Regions from separate parts of the Mus musculus genome. Here region 2 is linked to region 1. Evidence: chromatin contacts called from public Hi-C data. All regions are on one chromosome and are shown on one strand. The core of a region is the stretch at or near the end of the contact, and the rest is flanking DNA. Distances in the headings are between cores, read along the strand shown.

Region 1 (2,700 bases), core at 102-2,601:
CAGCATCCCCTGTGAGGGTTTGCAAGCAGGACAGAGGCTTTCTTTTTCCTCCCTCCACCTCCTCCATGTGTATATGTGCAAGTGTTCTTGACCTTGCATACACAGCAGAGGCCAGAGGTCAAAGTCGGCATGTGTATACCGCAGCATTTGGACGTTGGAGGGCCACTTTGGGAGTTAGCGCTCTCCTTCCACTATGGATCTTAGGGATTGAACCCAGGCTGCTAGGCTCGGGTGGGCAAGTGTTTTTATTGCTGAGCCACCTCCTTTTCCTTCTAGCTTACCGTGCGTGAGGCAGGATCTCTCACTGAACCTGGAGCTGACTGATTGGCTAGGCTGGCTGGCCAGCAAGCTCTGGGGCTCTACCTAGCTCTGCCTCCCCCCACCCCCACCCTGTCCCTCAAATGCTGAGGTTCAGGTCCTCATTCATGAGATAAATGCACTTTTGCTTGCAAAATCCTCTTAGCCCTGGCATGTTTCAGAACCAGAAGTCTTAGGCCCAGGATACCTTTCTCAAGGCTCATGGCTATATATGAACATAGGTGCTGGTGAGACCAGCCATGGCTAAAGCTCTGGTTTAGCTTATGGTTTTCATACGTATCAGCTTATTTAAGCATAGCCATCAGATCCTGAATCTAATCCAACCAGAGCAACCAAGAGATGATGTTCTAGGCCCACGGTCCACGATCTGACATAGAAGAAGAAATAGAAATAACCGCTAGAAATAGAAGAAGCAAGCATGCATGTGTGGAGTGAAGGAGGGATGAGATATACATCAATCAACACAGCCCCATAGTTCAGGAGACACAGATCATGTTGTAGCACCCAAAGCCCCGATTGACAAGCTGTCAATCTTCGAGTGGCACTCCCATCATCCTCTGCTGGGCCTCTGTCTCTGGTATCTCTAAATCTCCCTTTCCTTGGCATTAGACACCCAAGACCCTTTTACTTGGTGGCAACCCCTCAAGGACAGGACATTTCCTGCCCTCTAGGAGGCTCAACAAGCAGCTGAGGCTCATAGTGCTCAGGGAAGGTGTCCGCAGGTTGTAGCTTACGTGTTGGAATCTGTCTTTAAAACCTTGGGAGAAAAGCCCAGCTTTTGGTTACCAGCAAGAATGGGTCCTAACACAGGGCTGCTGGGACACAGGCTGAATGCGGGGCAAGGGAGACCCTACGACTAGATCCATGTTCCGGCTTCCCCGAGGTGCCTGGAGGTTGTCCTTTAGACATAACAGACAGATTCAGACACCCCAGAGACAGCCGTCTACACTGGTCAGAAGGCAACTTACTCCGCCTGGTGCCTCGGAGCAAGGCCAGACAGGCTTAGCCTGCTGTGGGCACACAGCAAAAGTGGGTCAGCATAACAGCCTTGCTCATCCATGGGCATGAACCATGAGGAAGCAAGGCCTGCTCCAGGTCCAGCCTGAGCAGCTCGGGGTGGCCTCTAGGTGGCAGACAGGGGACCATGGGAGAGCACCTGGAAAGAGTTCTTAGAGAGATCTGACTCCTTCTTGTGGGCACCTGCACTTACTTCCACAGGACACACACACACACACACACACACACACACACACACACACACACACACAACTCATCCCTTTAGCTTAGACAAACATATACACATAACTAAAACAAACAAACAAACAAACAAAAACCCAAGTCTTAGAAACAAAAGGCAAAACTAAAGCACAGAAAACCAGCTCAGATCGCAGGCTCCACCAAGGCTCTGATTGTCACTAAAGACAAACCGACCACTTGACAGGCACAGAGGTAACTGTGACACTTTACATCGACTGCTGGGAAGCAGATGCTGCCTCCCAGGTCTCCAGCTTCCTCTGCTGTCCTCTGACAACCAATCCGGAGGCCACTGGAATAACTGCTGCCACCCAGGAGTGGGGACTGATTTTGTTAAGGGTTGCCAGGACTGGAGGGGACAGACACCTCATGAGGGAGCGGTCAGGACCCTCTCCTGTTTCCGTAGCTGCACTAGGCTGCAGCATATGGACCGAAAGGTCTGGCTGAGGCTGTAGCTCAGTGTAGGACAGTTGCCTACTAACAAGGCCCTGGGTTGGATTCCTAGTACGTCAAGTAAATATACAGAAAGGCCACCTCCAGGCTTTTCTGTCTAGAAGTTGGACAAAGTACCAGAAAGTGAAGGAAAATGACAGAGGCCAAGTGTCTTAGTCAAGGTTTTACTACTGTGAACAGACACCATGATCAAGGCAACTTTTATAAGGACAACATTTAATTGGGGTTGGCTCATAGGTTTAGAGGTTCAGTTCATTATCATCAAGGCCAGAGCATGGAAGCATCCAGGCAGGCAGAGTGCAGGAGGATCTGAGAGTTCTACATCTTCATCTGAAGGCTGCTAGGAGAAGACTGGTTCCCAGGCAGCTAGGCCTAGGGTTTCAAAGCGCAGGTCCACAACTACATACCTACTCTAACAAGGCCACACCTATTCCAACAAGGTCACACCTTCAAATAGTGCTACTCCCTGGGCCAAGCATATACAAACCATCACACTAGGTGAGCTGACCTACTTCCAGGAACAGGTGTTTGGAGTCAGTAGGTTCCAGAAGGTTCTAGGACACATCTGCACCAAGGCTAGTATTCATATCTCCCCCAGAGAAGGCTGGAATGTCACCCTCAGCAAACGGGGCGAATGAGAGTCAGCCTGAGGCTCCCAAGAGAGAGTTCAGGGCA
Region 2 (2,700 bases), core at 61-2,560, 87 kb before region 1:
GTATGTGTGTATATGTGTGTGTATGTGTGTGTATGTGAGAGAGAGAGAGAGAGAGAGAGAGAGAGAGAGAGAGAGAGAGAGAGAGAGAGAGAGAGAGAGACTCAGGAAACACTTCCCAGAGGATTTCACCTCACTGCTGCTGCTCTCTTCCTAATCACTGCCAATTTCTCAGTCCCAGCTGACCAGCATCCAGCATTCCAGCAACAAAGTTTTCACTTTACTGTTTCTGGCCTCTTGTTAATCACAGCCAAGTTTTCAGCTCCAGCTGACGGGACACCACAGACTCTCCACTCAAAAGGCCCTGTAGAGTCCTTGCTTCTCCCAGAAACCTCACAAGTCAGGCCTCTCCCCCTGCACGTCTCTCAACATTCTCACCTCGGAAGCTCCCGCAGAATAGCCCATCAAGCTTTGAAGACTCAATGACTTTTCTAATCCCAAATCCCAAAGTCCTTCCACGATCCTTCCAAAACCGCACGCTCAGCTCCGTCACAGCAGTACCCACATCCTGCTACCCCATAGCATTGCTGTGATGAAACACCACGGCCAACTGCAAGCTGGGATTAAGAGTTTATCTGGCTTATGCTTCCACGTCACTGTTCATCAACGAAGGAAGTCAGGACAGGAACTCAGACAGAATAGGAGGCAGGAGCTATAGTGGCCACGGAGTGGTGCTGCTTACTGGCTTGCTCCTCATGGTGTGCCCAGCCTGTGTTCCTTGAGAACCCAGGGCTTCCAGCCTTGGAGTAGCCTCAACTACAAGGGGCTGAGCCCTCCTCCATCAATCACTAATTAAGAAGGGCTTGCCTACAGCCTGATCTTATGGAGGCATCTTCTCAACTGAGGTTCCCTTTTTTCAGATGGCTTTTGCTTGTGTCAAATCAACATAAAACTGTCCAGGAAAGAGTCATGAAGTCAGCACATGTTAAGTAGGTAAGGTGAAACAAATGTGGAAGGAGCGCTACATTGTGGCATTATTCTTAAAGTGAGAGAAAGAGATCTTCCCCTTTTGACTGTGGGTACAGAGATCTGCTAAAGGAGTGAATGGAAAAACACTCAGACAAACAAACAAAAGAATGAAACTTCTTGCTCAAACTGTCTCTGCTCTTGTCATGGAGCTAATGGTTTGATATGTTATGCTGTCCCAACTGTGTGTGGCCTCTAAGGAATAAAAAACCTGTTGTCTTTATCCTCCTCCTCTCCCAGTGCTCCAACGAGTGAGACATACATATCTGGACAGCTGGCTGGCTGGCTGCTAGGCTAGAATGATGGCTGTCTCAAAGAGCCAATCAAGGAACATGTTACTTACTACGGCTGCAGGTGTCCTTATAGGCATTCATTTGAATAACCAGCAGAGGGCACACGTGCTCAAAAAAGCACGAGGCCACTCTCTCGTGACCGGGAGGACCTCAGCACACCTTCACCTGGGAGCAAACATCAAATATCCCAGAGAACTTCCTCCTAACCTAATTTTAAAAGACTGCACTAGCGCACACTTCAGTTCTGAACCAATGAAGTAAGCCCACTGAACTGCAGTAAACGACCCTGGCTGGGTAGGGAATCCTGGTTTGCATCTGGGCATACATGTCTGTGCCTCCGTTTTACCAACAGCGAAGAATTTCTTGGATTTCTCAAAAGCCGACCTCAAAAGGTTATAGAAAACACGCAAACAGAAAACAAGACAGTCCCTCAAAACAAGTAAGAAACGTATGCTAGAACAAATAGATCCCACTTAAATATACTTTTCCACTATTCACACCTGCAGACTTTACACCTCATTGGTGTCATTACAGGACACACAGAAATCACTAATATGGAGACACTACAAAAAAGTCGGTACAATACGGCATCATTGCCCGGCTTCGGCAAACTGCCAATGTGTCATCCTTATCTCTTGTCTTTCCTCTCTGGTGGTGTGTGTGCAGAAGTAAGGATGGGGAAGGGGGATTAGGGGGTGTGGGGGGCTGGGGAAAGGCTGGGGAGGCTAGAATAATTTCCACTTGCTTAAATTTTTACAGTTGAATCAGTTTTTTTTTCTTTTTTCAAGGATCACATTTTGGTAGGAGTTTTTAGGATGTATTTAAGTCTTGTGAAAAACAAGAAGCCAGGCTTCGGGGAGGAGACGTTCTCTGGTTTGATTGTCTGTGGATCTCCGTGTTCTTTTTGGAAAATTCCACTTTGAAGATAAGTGCAGAGGAATAAACACAGATAAGGCTTGGCATCTACAGGGGAGCTGTGCACCAGGGGGGTTAGCACCCACAGGGCAGGTATTCATGTGTGTGTGTGTGTTTAGCATCTGTAGGGGAGCTATGCACCAGGGGGTTAAGCATCCACAGGGCAGGTAGTCATGGGGGTGGGATGGGGTGGGGGTTAGCATTCACAGGGGAGCTGTGCACCAGGGGGTTTAGCTTCCACTGGGAGCTGTGCATCCAACAGCTTGGCATGCACAGGGAGCTGTATGCCGAGGGTGTAGCATCTATAGGCAGCTGTACAATGAGGACTTAGAATCCACTGGGGAGATGTACACACTGAGGGCGTGGTTTCCATGCAGAAGCTGTAGGCTAAGGAGGCCACTTTCTCTCGACTGTAGTGCCTCAGCTCAGCTTGGCTCCTGTGCACCTTTCACCTTTGCCCCAGAGCAAACATCAAACATCTCAGAGAACTTCCTCGCAGCCTAATTCTAAAAGAACTCACTAGCACACA

The links. A called contact is a pair of places that touch in the nucleus more often than the background predicts.
Region 2: a Hi-C map of muscle stem cells shows a contact between it and region 1, with 2.5 times the contacts expected there. The contact joins two enhancer-like sites. A contact is called at or near these places in 2 of 15 datasets of contacts at CTCF or cohesin (CD8 T cells and the NIH/3T3 cell line), 32 of 484 Hi-C or Micro-C datasets (the C2C12 cell line, CD4 T cells, CD8 T cells and 23 more), 4 of 115 datasets of contacts at active chromatin or transcription factors (bone marrow-derived dendritic cells, bone marrow-derived macrophages and embryonic stem cells) and 4 of 9 other capture datasets (adipose tissue, bone marrow-derived macrophages, embryonic stem cells and 1 more).

The regions. Positions count from the first base shown.
Region 1 is chr1:39,252,677-39,255,376 of GRCm38.p6, reverse strand. All of the region lies in intron 1 of Npas2 (neuronal PAS domain protein 2), which reads right to left. Among named protein-coding and RNA genes, the nearest start is that of Npas2, 60 kb to the right of the region's middle. Within about 2 kb of position 1,351, at least 8 of the 459 cell types and tissues checked have an H3K27ac peak or open chromatin away from gene starts, as enhancers often do. A contact at or near this core is called in muscle stem cells, where this site is marked.
Region 2 is chr1:39,339,506-39,342,205 of GRCm38.p6, reverse strand. All of the region lies in intron 16 of Npas2 (neuronal PAS domain protein 2), which reads right to left. Among named protein-coding and RNA genes, the nearest start is that of Rpl31, 27 kb to the left of the region's middle. Within about 2 kb of position 1,310, at least 18 of the 459 cell types and tissues checked have an H3K27ac peak or open chromatin away from gene starts, as enhancers often do. A contact at or near this core is called in muscle stem cells, where this site is marked.